Regions from separate parts of the Mus musculus genome. Here region 2 is linked to region 1. The links are chromatin contacts, called in public Hi-C maps. All regions are on one chromosome and are shown on one strand. The core of a region is the stretch at or near the end of the contact, and the rest is flanking DNA. Distances in the headings are between cores, read along the strand shown. Region 1 overlaps Nrxn1 (neurexin I). Region 2 overlaps Nrxn1 (neurexin I).

What was found. Hi-C and Micro-C count contacts between places; a contact is called where the count stands out from the background.
Region 2: a Hi-C map of cortical neurons shows a contact between it and region 1, with 1.9 times the contacts expected there. The contact joins two enhancer-like sites. A contact is called at or near these places in 2 of 39 promoter capture datasets (hippocampal neurons and pre-B cells), 1 of 15 datasets of contacts at CTCF or cohesin (pro-B cells), 1 of 484 Hi-C or Micro-C datasets (cortical neurons) and 8 of 115 datasets of contacts at active chromatin or transcription factors (the 230-238 cell line, embryonic forebrain, embryonic stem cells and 2 more).

The regions. Positions count from the first base shown.
Region 1 is chr17:90,244,236-90,251,792 of GRCm38.p6, forward strand. All of the region lies in intron 18 of Nrxn1 (neurexin I), which reads right to left. Among named protein-coding and RNA genes, the nearest start is that of Gm32337, 210 kb to the right of the region's middle. Within about 2 kb of position 3,041, at least 6 of the 459 cell types and tissues checked have an H3K27ac peak or open chromatin away from gene starts, as enhancers often do. A contact at or near this core is called in cortical neurons, where this site is marked.
Region 2 is chr17:90,447,668-90,455,224 of GRCm38.p6, forward strand. The region is part of intron 17 of Nrxn1 (neurexin I); the gene reads right to left. Among named protein-coding and RNA genes, the nearest start is that of Gm32337, 10 kb to the right of the region's middle. Within about 2 kb of position 3,919, at least 9 of the 459 cell types and tissues checked have an H3K27ac peak or open chromatin away from gene starts, as enhancers often do. A contact at or near this core is called in cortical neurons, where this site is marked.

The DNA.
Region 1 (7,557 bases), core at 1,791-4,290:
GGTTTCTACAAAGGAGCAATGTCTAGGGAGTCTGGGTTTACGGAGTCCTTTGCAGCTTCAGAGAAAGAGACCCCCTGATTTCCTTCCAGAATGGACAGTGACATAAAATAGCCTATCATGTGCTCATTGAAGAGCAAGTCCTGAGGATATTTTAGGTCACTAGGGAAGGTTACCTTTGCACATACAGTAAAATTTCAAATGGGTTAACTTTTGTTTGAGAGACACTGTTATTATATTTCAGTACTAATAGACTTTTTGTCTGCCTTAAACGTCTGTCATCTGCATAAGAATTCACAGCTCCATATCTCCCTGACAAAGAGTGCTTTGTTGCTTGATCCAAGTCAGAATTGCTCCACATGTTAACTTAAAAATTGGTGTCTGGCAGTGGTGGCTCACGCCTTTAATCTCAGCATTTGGGAGGCAGGGGCAGGTGGATTTCTGAGTTCTTGGCCAGCCTTGTCTACAAAGTGAGTTCCAGGACAATCAGGACTACACAGAGAAACCCTGTCTTGAAAAAACAAACAAACAAACAAACAAACAAAAAAACAGCATATAATAATTCAATCTTGAATAGTCACTACATCTTTTTATGCTTCATAAACAACATTAATATACTTAAACATTAAGTATCCATTTTGGAAAACAGAGTGACCAGATTTTTTTTTCTAATTTAAGAAACCCATACCAACAACTCAAATTTATTCAATTCTTCTGGTTTAGTTTCCATGGTTGATTGTGACAAATGTGAATGAATATCCCATGGCTTTGTGTTATCCAGGCAAGGTAAGTGGAAGCCACCATTACTTGTCTGTACAAGTCCTGCTGACAACCCTCAAAAGAAATATAGTCTGGAGTTTTAGCTGTAAAAACGCATCTGTCTGTGTCATGTCTGAAGCCTGTGGCAGGGATTAGGATAGTGGGAAACCTCACCATAGACAAGGAGTTATTCAAAGAGAAAGTTCATTTTAAAAATAAATCTATCATTTGAATGTAAAATGTAAAAGTGACTTTTCCAGGTTGAAAGGAGAATACACTGTAATCCTAGCTCAAGAGATTTTGTTTCAAATCCCAGTTCAGATAACAAGGCAAAAGGAGGTACCATGGAGGAATGCACAGAAAACCTCTGGCTTTGCCTTTCAATCCCCCAAACTGCCACCTAACCAGCCCATTTCAATACTGCTTTCCTGTATTTATGTGAGCCATTTTTGTATTTCAGTTTTGATCCTAATATAGCTTTCTGCTAGAATTCAAGTAGAATAATACAAAAGAACATTTTCATAAATATCACACACAAAAGCTGTTTCTTAGGGCTGTTTCTCCCATATTCTTTTGCTTCATGCAAAACAAGATCTATATGCTTTAAAGCTCTCAACTTGCTCTTTAGAACTCCATTAGACTTGCTGAGAGCAAGAGCTCACAAGAGTGCTGCTCGACTGTCCATCAAGAAGCCAGTGGTGGAGGGGGGAGTAAACAAATGATTTGATACGAGATTTGTAATTTTTTTCCACATTACTTCATATATGTGTGTGTGTGTGTGTGTGTGTGTGTGTGTGTGTGTGTGTGCACGTGCATGCGTGTGTATTAACTTTATTCTACTTCATAGAACACTCTCAAAGAAAATTTAGTTAAGATAAATATATCAATAAAAATCTCACAAGTCTTTCAAAAATGGTTACAATATACTAAGCCTTTATGACAAATGGTTAAACATTGCAAAAATGTCTAAGATCCTAATATTGAAGCATAAACACACACACACCACACACACACACACACACACACACACATATATATATATATATATATATATATATATATATACACACACACACATATATATACATACACACAAACACACACATACTCACACAAACACACACAGACACACAGACACATACACACACACATACACGCACAGTTTATATTAGGGCAAATGTAGACCCTAGGCTGAGAAAATAGTAGTAAATTATTATTCACAACACCATTTCTAATTTACTTTTATATATGTACATGGAAACTTCATCCTGAAGAGTTTTTAAGACCAATTACTTCTTAAAAATCGTCATTCTGCTGTACAATGACAGTGCACACTGTGGTAATATGAAATTGCAGTACTGACATCCATTCCCAGGCTTAGATTATTTGCATATAGATAAATATTTCATTAAAGTAGATAACATGCTCATTGAATTTACTGATTTGATAATGCTATTCTCTAGGTCCCTTTTTGGAATTTATTACAACAGACCAAACTAAGGCATAGAAAATAAGCTTTTCTATGTATTGATAAGCAAATCTCTCATTTCGTCAGTATCTACTGTAGAATTAATATGGCCATGAAAATTATGCTTCCATTAAAGTATTTTAAGGGGTTCTCAGGGAATCTCTGATCATTTGCAAGAATCCAGGGACTAATCATGTCTTGGATTAATTACTGGTGTTGGAACTTAGACTGTAATAGTAATGACAGAAGGTGTTACTTGTTAAATAACTACAAGATGCCAGATAGGAGACAGCTTCCTTGTCTCACATCATTTAATTCTTACAATTGCTTTAGGAAACAGGAAGCAAGCTGCATACTCTAGAGATGACAAAAACAAAGTTGAAGAGACTTAGCAATGGTCACAGGGCTAGCTAGCAGTAGAACTTGGTTAAAACTTAATATTGTGTTTCAAGTTCTATACATACTATAAGATATCTCTTGGCCAGGAGGTTATAAAGGAAAGCAGGAAGCAGAGATATAGAATATGGTTTTCTTATTAGGATAGAAGGCAACATCACAGCATTTTGTCATAAAGCTTGCTGGGATTTAATCACTAGTGCACTTAATGGATGCATCTAAAGTAAACCACACAAAACAGAATTTTCTTAAAGCCCGCCAGAGTTATTTACAGTGCTACATGAAATAGCATACAAACAAAGAGCAAAGGAAAATACACTCAAAAGGGAATCCACAAAGGCTGACTCTACTCCTGTACAAAGGCATTGCAGCGAAAGCGGTGCAGTTGCTGAATTTCCTAAGCATCTCTTGGAGGTTTGCTTACTCTGTACACAACTAATGCAGTCCTTGTGCCTAGCAGCCTTTGTGTCTAGACAGACTAGCTCTGCTATAGTAGATACGCTTGCTGCTTAAATATCCTTTTAGAGTCCATTTGTTTATCAAAATCTATTCATTCTTTTGAGGAGCATTTTTCTCACTCATCTGAATGTGGCAATGAATCAAAGTACCTTCTCTTCCGATACCAGAGGTGATAATGAAGACTCTTGGATCCTCACCTGGGGCTGGAAGATGTCTTTTCAGTGCTCTTGAGAGCACAGGGCTAATTTTCCCAAATAAAAATTCTTCTCTGAGAAGCTGCATTAATGAGGTCCATAGCGAAGCCTGACGATTGACTGGTCTAATTATCTTAAGTGGACTAGTATGAAGTCCCCTTTCCAATGGCCTCTCTGGAAGCCAGCATGCAAGTGAACTGGGGTCCCTCTCCCCTAGCTAATTTCACAAACATGGGACTCTTTTCTTTGTGTCTGGATAACAAAAAGACAATTTGATCTCATCTGACAAGGCCTGCTCCCATAGAAGGGGTGCAGCAGGTTACAAGTTCTATGTGTTCCAAGAATACTGCCAGCACAAATACTTATCTAGTTTTGAGAAACAGCAACCACCATAGTCCTGGAAATTTCTGCCTTTTCTTTCCAAAATGGGACCGGATCTGTGTGAAGTGAGATTCCCCTCCCTCAGCCTTTGGATAATACATCTTTTGAGAACCTTACACATACCAGGATATTGATAGTTCCTTCATTTTTTCCCTTTCTTTTGTTGTTGCTGTTTTATAAGTTTATTTGATACCCAGCAGCTGAATCTTACCCACACAGACTAACTGACTTGGGCATTATAACAGGGACAGTTACCAAATAATAAAATTGGGTTGGTCAAACTTTCTTATTGCATTTCCTGGACAAATGTTCAGGGCCATGATATGCTCTATCCCTTACTGCTTAGGAAGCCAACTAAATGAAGGTAAACAAGCAGGCTTCTGGCAGGCTCACATTGCAAAGAGGAACTAATTTTATTTTTCCGCAGCTCTCCTGAGCAACTTAGCCCAGAAAGAAATTATTCCTTCCATTCTTTAAAGATCTAGAGAGGAATCTACCAGAAGGAATCTACACTAAGACATGTATAGTAGTCAATCTACTGAAGAATTTTTAATGCAATTACAATTACATTCGCTCTCTGGACAAGTGTTAACTTGGATACCAGCAATGAAAAAGCAAGCATATAAAAATGTTTGAATTCATATAATTTTCATGTATAATGCATGGGTAAACAAAAAGGGAGAAATAAATGAAATTGTAAGAGAAAGATAATAAAAATGTGGCCTTGGAAGTGAGGCCAGAGCAGTCGTCACTAAAAAGTGACTTTATAATTCCTCAAAGGAAGCTAGGTAAAGAGCAATGATGTCTTAAAAAAATGTCCCTGGCCATCAGATCCAAAAGCTCAGAGGCAAATTAAGCAGGACATGTAGAGAAGGCCAATGTGGCTAGAAGAGTGTGGGGAAGGGAATACCTCCTACTATATCAGAATTCATAGGACATTGGAAAATTTTGACTTTTACTATGGGCAAGATAGGTAGATTTGAAGGACTCTGAAGGAATTATTGATTCCATGAGGTTTAAGTCTTTGAATGCTCTCAACGGGCATGGTGGTGCTGCACATCGTTAATTCTAGCACCCAGGAAGCAGAGGCAGGCAGGATCTATGTGAGTTAGAGATCAAATTCATTTACATAGCAGGTTCAAGGGCAGAGAGAGCTTCCTAGAAAGATCCTGTCTAAATTTTAAAAAATAAAATATTTATAAAGTTTGTTTTCCAATTTCATAGGGACAAAACAAGAGCCCAAGACACAGGTAAAAGGGGCATTAGTAGACTGCTCCAATGGCAAGGTATGGTTACTATTGAGTAGATTTTAATTACAATCAGGTCATACTAGAGTATGCCCAGCAAGAGTATTGACAGGAGAATGTGAGTGCAGGACTCTGTACGAAGCATCCACAAGCTGACATCTGTTGAGGTGATGCTGTGGAGACCTAGCGATCCACAGGATTGTCATGTTGGTTTTTGGCAGTAAAATATCAATACGGAGTTGGCTGATAGATAGGACATGTGAATTCAGTTAATGGGAGTAAATTTGGAAATATCAACACTGATATTAAAGGCTGAGGGGAGAATGGGATCTCCAGGGGCCTGAGTATAAAACATAACAGTAGCAAAGGCCCTCGGGGCCTCTAATAATTACATGCATGGGTGGCAAGAAGGGCCAGAAGCAGAGCTACAAGATGAGCAGAGGACAACACAGGAAAGTGTGGGGTTCAGTGTGTAGAAACCAAGCAAGCCCACGATTCAGGAGCCGTGATTAGGAGAAGGTGCTGGCTGCTTCTGTTCCTAAGATACAAAGTGGTGACTGAGAGTGACAGATCTGGCTGTCCTGAGTAACAGTCCTAAATATGTTTGTACCCTAACCAGTGTCTGCAGTCACAGCACTGTGAGCTTGTCTTAGACAGCAGCTGACACCCACACCTACACCCTGAACTTATCTTATTCTTCTGTTCTCCAGATCACTGAACATCATTTTTCATATCATTTATGATATTTCAATATGGATAATTAGTGGCTTCTCAAGAAGGCCTGCTTCCTTCCATCACTAATACAAAGAATGAGATAAACCTAACCTTTAAATCAAACTGTTTAATTACCATGACAAAGACAGCTACCCAGCCACAGTGGTAGCAATAATTGACATGATCCCATCATTATAAAAATCCCATCATGAGGCAGCCTGTCTCATCCTCTCCCAGGTCCCTGGCAAGAGTCATGCTCTCCCAGTAGTTTTGTCCTATCTAGGATTTCTCATAAGGTAAACTATACTTTTATTATATAAAACTGGATTCTTGGATAAGTACTTACAAACCCTAACTTAAAGGGATCCAAATGATCTTTTACGTAAGATTATCCGCAAACGTCCCATAATAGCCTACTAGGACTTCAGCATCTATGAGTTCTTTGGCTGATTTGAGCTTATTCAACTAGGGATTCAGAGTTTACGACACATTTGTCAATAACCATGTCTTCTCTGAAGCAGTATTTGAAACGGCTTTGTGCCTGCACCCCATTCAGATACACAGACCAATGATTACCCTGCTCCATGCAGACCCATAGCTAATAAACAAGCTGCTTGTGACCTGGCTCTGCCCCTTTGGATTCTGATCTTTCTGCTCAGCACAAGGAACTCTAGAATGGTTGGTTGATTTACTGAAAACAAGACAGCAATCCTATGTGTAAAATCCCAAAGTCACTTATCTGCAGTTTGAAAATCAGCAGTACTGTGTGACTCTAAACTGGATAAAACTAATTTCGTGTATCCTTAAATTTTCTTTGTAACACAGAAACAAATCTCTAGATTTTTCTCTCTCACCTACGCTTAGCCATAGGAACTTAGACATCTGTCACTGAGCGAGAACCAGGGGCTCACGATGACATGGAATCCTGGAGTTAATACTATCTACTGAGTCCTTTAAAAAATTTTGTTTTCAAATTGAGACAGAAACTGAAAAAAATATACATGAAACTAGACAAGAATAACAAGAAGAACAGCAACAAAACAAAACAGCAACAAAACTCCTTTAATTTTTTTTCATAATAATCCACATTAACTGAAACTCTACCTTTAAGATTAATACTTTCTATTATAGACAAGCTTTAAAGTTAATGAAATTTTCATTTGTATGATGTTAAAAATATATAAATACCAAGATGCAGACGACATGGAAACTAGGGGAAAAGTGAGTTAAAGAAAAGAAAATAACTGTTTTCTATAGAGCTGAACACACATATGTACCCACATTCACAATGAGGTATTATGATGGACCTTGGGTATTTTTTTCAGTGACCTTTGTAAGTGGCTCCTATGATAGGACTCATCACATTCCTGTGCCTTCTGTGGCATAACCTAACTAGGGCATTTTAACAAAAGGCAGCTTTTTGTTTTGGAAAATCGAGAGTGACTTATGACTGACCTGTTTACTGCACTAGAAAATGTGCTGCTTTATTCAAGAGCCCACAGGAAGGAACAGAGAAAAGAACCGCAGCAAGGAAAAAGAAAATTGCAGTCCTGGGGATAAAGACGTAGTCCTTCAATTTTGGCACCAGGACTAACTATTAAAAGGCTGCTACCAGGCAGGATTTTAAATAATGCCCTTTTCAGCATACAATTTTAATACAGAAATTGACATATTGAGTTTGCAACACATATTAGAATTGCTCTTTCTGCTACAGATATGTCCGATTGACCTTGAATAAATGCCAAGAAATCCACCACACCTGTCCTTTTTCTCCTATGTAAATGATTCTCCCTGCCTTTTAATTAACAATTATTCCATCATTGTGAACACACATTGTTTAAGTAGCAGGTACAGGCACGACTCAAGAGATAGAAGAAAAAGTCTCTATGACAGTTTAAATGGAAGAGAGATCCTAGGTTGGAAAAAGTATTAGTACTGCTTA
Region 2 (7,557 bases), core at 2,669-5,168, 200 kb after region 1:
ACCCTTGCTCTGTGTTGTACATAAAATGTATTGAAGTATCATTTGTTATGGTATCCAACAAATATATACTTTTAAATGTACCAAAAAATAAGATTACATATATATTGGAAATTAGACACACACACACACACACACACACACACACACACGGAAATTGTTAGTAATCGTAGCAGTCAGCTATGTAGGAGTTTAATATTAGTTCCTTGACTAATATTAAACAATCTTTTGATAATTGAAATGGAGAGTAATGACTGGACATAGTTCAGGGGTTCTACAATGACATACATAGCAGTATTCAAAGCTCTGCCTTATCATACGTGTCATGGAAAAAACAAAAGAAAAATGTCTGCTTATTAATTAAGTGGCAATGAAAAGAAAATCATCTCTCTGAATGTGTTTCTTTGTCAGCAAATAATGACCATTCACCCTGACAAGGTTGCACTGATGATGAAATGAGAAACTTTATGGTAAGGCACTATTGGGATATGCGCTTTCAAAGATAGTTGTTTTCACTCCATTCTGTCAAAACTTGAAGGATGCAGTGTGGATAATTAATGCTCAAAATTCTAATATTTTGGAATATTTTAAAAGACTATTAAAGGTTTCTCTCCAAAGTGATATTTTATAACTTGTGTAGACAAGAATGAGCCAAGATGAAGATCAAGTGGACAAGAAAGGTGTTTATTTTCAGACTTCCCTTGAGATAGGAGCTATGGGGATATCACTAGGGAAATGAACCCTGAGCCTGAATGAGTCCCATGGCTGGACTTCTAAGCACCTAGGTATGTCACCACCTGAGCAAATCTTGGTGTTGTCAGATTATTTTTAAAATCTGAATTCATTATTCATTTACAATCATTGCAATAACGTTTACTGTCAACCTTTGACAGGCATCATGTCTCAAAGCATGCATGGGAGGGGTTCCTTAGAATAAGCTCGTCTCTTACATGACTGTGAGGAAATACTTTGATAGGTTAATCGAAATAGGGAGGCACACCCGAATAGTGAACAGCACTCTTCAAGGCTTGAGTCCTGGACTGCAAAAGAAAAAAAAAAGAAAAAAAAAAGAAAAAAGAAAGAAATAAAGAAAGAAAGAAAGAGAGGGAGGGAGGGAGGGAGGGAGGGAGGGAGGGAGGGAGGAAGGAAGGAAGGAAGGAAGGAAGGAAGGAAGGAAGGAAGGAAGGAAGAAAGAATAAAGCAAAGTTGGCTGAGCACCAGCATCCAGTGTGGATGTAACTGGTTCAACCTCTTAATCTACTCTGGCCAGGAATCTTTGCTATGATGAACTTTTTCTCAAACTGTAAGCCCTGTCCCATGAGTTGCAATTGTCAGGGTATTTCATCATAGCAACAGAAAAAGTAGGGCAAGCATGCCTAGAATCAATAAAACTCTTCAAAAGACAAGCAGAGCATGAAGAATTAAAAAGATTCTTATGTTGTTGACACTGAGAATATACCATTATGGAGCTCTTTGACAAGCAGTCTTATAGTCTTTTGATTGACTAAACAATAAAAGCAAGCTGTATGCTGCTGAGATTGTTAACATATTAAAATATGTGCTTTTCATAAAAGAGAAATACAAGGTATAGCAATATTTGGGTCTCTGATGGCTAACTATTAGTGTAGGTAAAAGTAGAGGGAGGGTGGCTAGTCACTTTTCTATACAAGAAATGATGTAATCCATTCTGAGAGATATGCCTAATCTTAGTTAAACACCTAAGCTTAAAGCTCTGATGATCAACTAAACAGGTAAAAGTGTAAATGAACTAGACCAGGTCTGCCCATGACCTCCCAAGAGCTTCAAGGAAACATATTTGACATGGAGGAAGATGCATTGAAAGACATGGATTCAACCTCCATTTTCCCTATTTGCATGACCCTGTCGATCTGGTCCACTCAAGCTACTTAGATCTCTGTTGTCACAATGTTAAGTGAGAAGTGATGTTCTCATCCGACCTTAGAGTTGAAAGAGGCTAACGTTTAAAGAAATAGTCAATTCCAGAGGTCATTCAGTTCATACCTGGCAGGCTCAGGCCTAGAACTCAGTCAGTTGATTGCCTTTATGCACAGCGACTATTTACTAGGCTCTTAATTGTGAAATAGTATAATCTTCTAGAGTTTGCATAGGATAAAGTTCGTGATCTTATTTGTTGTTCCTGGTGTTGTAATTTATTGTATTTTCATTTCATAAGTTAACAAAAAACAGCTTTGTAAATTTATACGATTCCTGTAAGTGGCAATGGCTAAATTTCCCCACGAATCTCGTTCTGAGGATTATCACCACCAGACTGAGCTGCCTATCTCACATCAGTGTTCATTTCAACCAATGAATCTTCCATCTTAAGTACGCCTATAAAACAAGTCCAGTGTGTATCTGAAAAATAAAACTTGTGTTTATGCTACAAGAAATAAAAGCATCAACTTGACAAAGGGGAATTGTGCAAAGAAATCTTCCTGGAATATTAATATTTAAGGCAATAGAAGATAGTGGTGATAAAATTCAGTTTCATACTTTTATTTGACCATTTTATGGTGTAGTCCAGATGACTACTACATATGGATAAACTTTGTAGGATTTTGTTTATCATTGTGTTTGGAGATTACCTGTTTTCTAAGAGAAATTATATTTATTTTTCTAAAGATTGATATTTTCTGAAAGTATGGACTTTTAGAGCTAAGGTATAAACATGATGATTGGACTTTAAGTGCTCTGGCTCCTCCTAGCTGGCCCCTCCCCCCCCATATATTCCCTTACACTGTAGCCCTTAATGGTACCTGGTACACAAACAAACATAGATACTTTTTCATTTATGGCATATGTACTCAGCAAATAGGTAAACAATCTAAAGCATAAATATATTACTCTTTTGGGACAAACTCAAAATTTCTCTAGGCTGTCAGGATTATTTAGAACATAAATGTTTCAAAAATGTGTTTCAACACTATTCACTGACCATCTTCTTCAGAACATATCAGTGATGTCTTTGCTTACAATGTCAACAGCCCAAGTGTGGAGTAACAAAACCTGTTCCAAACATTCAGAGTTAAATGTCTCCAGTCACCTATAGTAATCAATAACCAGAGCGATCTTCACCCAGGCAGAACATAGTGAAGATTTGCTAATCAATTCTCTTGGTTGTGATCGAAAATAAGTCAGAAAGTTTCTATCAACAAGCATGTTACAGTCCACAACAGAGTTATTGATGACACCAGTGGGGCACCAACTGAGTGTGTCTACATGCAGCACACAGAGGTGTTAAGATAGACTAGACACAAAACTGGTGGCTGGATTATTCATAATGAATTCTACTCCAAAAGACCCCATGAAGCCACATGGAGAACACTCTCTACCTCTGAGATCATACAATCACTTTGGGCTATGGGGTCACAAATCTCTGACTGTAATCTCTTTTTCACTCTGATCAGAGATTGGCTCTATTTCTTGGCCCATCTTTGACACGACATGTCTCAGTAGCCTCGCACACACACACACACACACACACACACACACACACACAAAAGATATTTAAGCTCCCTTTAGAACTTTGTCATATGCCTTGAAAGTACTTTGGAAGAATATGTTACAAATTCCAGCTATGAATTTTATCTTTATTTAATGTCATTGAGTTCCCTTAAACACAAACCTAGCTTTAAAATTCGTTCACTTCTCCCCTTGAAGAAACCATTTTGCTCTTTAATAGTATAAGCTCATCACAGTAATATAATTTCCAGAGTTCATATTTGCGGGAAGAGATGAACTGACTTTAGTTGCTAAGATCTGTGAATGTTTTCTCCTTTCTGTATCTTCTGAAAATATTGAGAGGCTTTAAGCTAATTTTCTAAAGTATGCAGAACATTGGTGCTTAGGAATGCTGGGAGCTGAGCAGGGAACCTGAGCATAGCACTGACATCATTCTCTGCTCCACACATATGGCACAGCACAAAAGCAGTACTGGCTGAGCACACGGGTCTATTCTGGACTCCAGTTGGCTTTAATTATAAGCAGCCTTGCTTCTTATCATTTACAGTTACATAGTTCTCCACTGACTTAACTAAAAAAAAAAAAATTTATACAGAAGTTGTTTCACCATCTATGTTTTTAAATTCATACAAAATTGGGGAGGGGAGAGGCAGAAACTGTCTCCAAATCTGCTTCTCATATATATGCACTTAAGAAAATCCTCACCACAATCTTTGCAATTGGGTCAGCTTACACAAAGACATGTGTGGTAGACATGAGCTCCCTCTGCACCCGCAAACCTTGTAAGTGACACCTCATAATAGTGCAAATGAAGCATAGCATGAAAAAACATGAAGAAGAATGAACCTGGATCCAGCAGTTTCTAAAACATAAGAGACTAAATTTTCTCCCTTAGAATATGCTACCCAAGCTTTCCTTTCCTTACATACACTTAACATATATGTACGTACTCCTTATTAAAAAACAAACAGTCTTATGCTTCTCGGAAACTCTAAGACAACCAAACAGGCTCATGTATTTATCCACACATGCACATTTGCAAGAGTCACAGATTTTAAATGAAGCCTCCTTTTTAACTTGCCTTCATTTCCTAGTAGGAATTCATCACACTGTCATTTACCTTTTTGCTTTGCTTTCTCTCTCATCCATTAGGCTCAGCAATTCTTTCCTTGTGAGCCCTTTGTCCTAATAATTAGCTAAATATTCATCAAGCTTATTGACCCAACAAATTCGACTTCACCTCTTTCTATTAGGTTTCTCTCAAGCTCCCACCCTACGAGCCCTGCTCTGGGGCCCTCTGCTCTCCTTGCACACCCTGGTTTCGGAGTGCACCACCCTCAGACACCGATTTTTTCAGCCTAATGTTCTTAGCTTGCTCTCTATAGAATTGTCTCTTTTCTAGAGAAGGGAGGGGAGACATGTGAAAACTTCACACCTGTATTTTATTTAGGACCTTAAATTCTGACTGGTGAGTATGTAGGAATGGAGGGAGGTTTTACAAACAAATGTGGCCACATAAATAGCATTCTCTGAAAGAAAGAAAGTTCTCTGACCCTAAAGAATAATGCCTACTGTGGCCCATTCACTGTCTCTACCTGCCCATCTTGATTTCTCCTTTTCAATGATAGATGAGCCTGATTTTTCATTCACATACAGACAATCAGTCTATTCTGGAGGGAAATAAATGTTACCAAAGACCAGCAGAGGGCATCTGCCTGGGGTAGAAGCTACATTTGTAAAGGAGTGTCAAATTGCTACAGGGGCCCTTTTTGTCCTGTCACCTCCACAAGCCCTGTCCACATTCTCAGACCTTACCACTGGGTCACTCTGCAGAGTCAGACCCACAAGAAACTTATGTGCATATGAGATAATTAGCTCATAGCGCCCCACTGCTACAATTAGCCATCCCACACCCTCACATACCCCCATCTGGTACACCACTCCCACCCACCCACGCTCTGTCTGGCCCTCCTGTGCCCTGGCTCTCCTTCCTCCCACAGGAGTGGTATAATTCTGCACAAAGGCAGAGCAGTGGTTGAGGGCTACACTCAGGTAAGGTAGCAGTATGCTCCCCAGAATCTAGGGAGTCAGAGGGAAGAGCACCTGGAACTCTATGGTTTCCCAGGGATCTGCCCTCTGATATTATAGAAAGCCCTGGTTCGGGTTTTACTAGGTGTCTCTAAAGGAATTCCTTCAAGAACCAGGTGAGGTAAACAATCAATTATTTGGAGCCAATGTAAAGTGTGTCACTATTCCACTCCCAGTGAGGGGTTGCCAGGGTGACCTGTCTCTGTTCATTAGATCATGCTGTAGCTTTTCATGCCTAGCCCACAGGAGTCCCGAGGTAGGAAGTCTATCCCAGGAGAAGGGCCCGACATCATAGTACTAACAGTTGCCCCTGGGAGGGGAAATACATGAGAGGGAGTAGAGGATCCAAGGAGCAGAGTCTCAAAGGTGAATTGACTGCAAGAAAGAAATGGAAGAACAGCCAAAGAAAGTGATCACAGCGTCCAGCCTGCTGGGTAAATGAGTAGGTCTTACACTCAGAAGAGACAAAGAAAAAAGCCTCACAGGCACTGAGAAAGGGGGGGGGGGCGGGAAACCTGGCTGATTTTGTTATTTTATTTTTGGCAATTCGGTGAATCTGATATAGCTTTCATCTAAACATAAGAGGATACTGGCTCACAAGGCATTTCTCTACACTCAGATCTTCCCTAACAAACTGGAAAATAGGTCCCTTTTCCTGAAATTTCTCTTCTTCCAGGCAGAACTCCTGGCTTAGTCCAGGAAGCCTGCACTCCATGGAAAGAATTGCACAGAGGAGGGAGCTAGACTGGCGGTGTTCAGGAGACCAATCTTCAGGGAGATGGGGGTCTGTGAAGTCTCAGACCACTCCCATTGCATCTAGAGAATAATTCGGCCGTGTGTGTGTGTGTGTGTGTGTGTGTGTGTGTGTGTGTGTGTGTGTGTGTGTGTGTGTGTGTGGTGGAGAAAGGATGGTTTCCAGGAGGAGCTCTGTGTCCAGTAGGGACTGACGAAGATCAGAGAGGGTAGGTAGCTCACTGTACTGCTGCCTTATCCAAGTAAGACACACGTGGGGTAAGAGGGAATGGCCTCCTGTTGAGTGGGTGCCTAGTCCCGGGACCTCTTTCCTGGCACTGCAGTCTGGAAGCAGCGCTTTGGAGAGATGCACAGGTTCGAATGCTCACTGCTCGGGCCAGGAAAGATGGTCTGGAGGTGGGGCAGCGCTGCACAGACAAAAGGTTCTGCAGAGCCCTCATCTCTCTCCCTCAGTTACCTCTGTGGAGCGCGGCGCCCCATCTGGCCACTGAGTGACCTTCTGGCGAGAGACACCCCCTTTCAGCGGGGCCAGGCTCCCTGCCCAGGCTGGTCCTGTATTAGATGCCCACATCTCCCGGCACCTCGGCAAGGCACGCCCCTCCCACCCCTCACCACAAACACCCGCGCTGCCTTCACCCATCCCTTTCTATTGTCTTCAAAGAGATAAGTGGCTCCCAACAAGCACACCTAAATGCACCTCCCTTTTCTCTGGCTCCCACATCTTAGAGCCTTAAGGGCCGAGACGCCGCGATCAAGTGCAGGGTTGAAGAGGGGAAGCAAGAGGATAACCCGCAAGAACTTGGCATTGCAGACCCACCGTGTCCGCCTCGCAAGGATGCTGGTGACCTGTAGATTGCAATAGGCACTGAATGATGCTTGCTGCTGCCATGGAAATGGTGGATGTGGTGCGCTCCCAAACTGGATGCCCCCCAGGCCACTCCTAGGAGGCCGCTGAGGGTGAGCGGGACTATCCAGATCAGGGCCAGGCGCCCCCCTGCGCCGCCGCCACTGCCGCCCCCGGGCGATCCCAGATCGGCGCCGCACCGAAGCATCCTCTGGTACATGGCGGGGCGCCCGCCAAGGGGCAGCCGCCGCGGGAGGCAAAGTTTGGGGCACAAGAAGAGAAGAGGAAGCCGGGGATCGGGCGGCTCGCGGTTGGCTGCTGGATTGGCCGCCTTACCGCGCCAGGGCAGCCATCCTCTCCCTCCTTCGGACAGTCTTCTCAGGGTCCTGGAG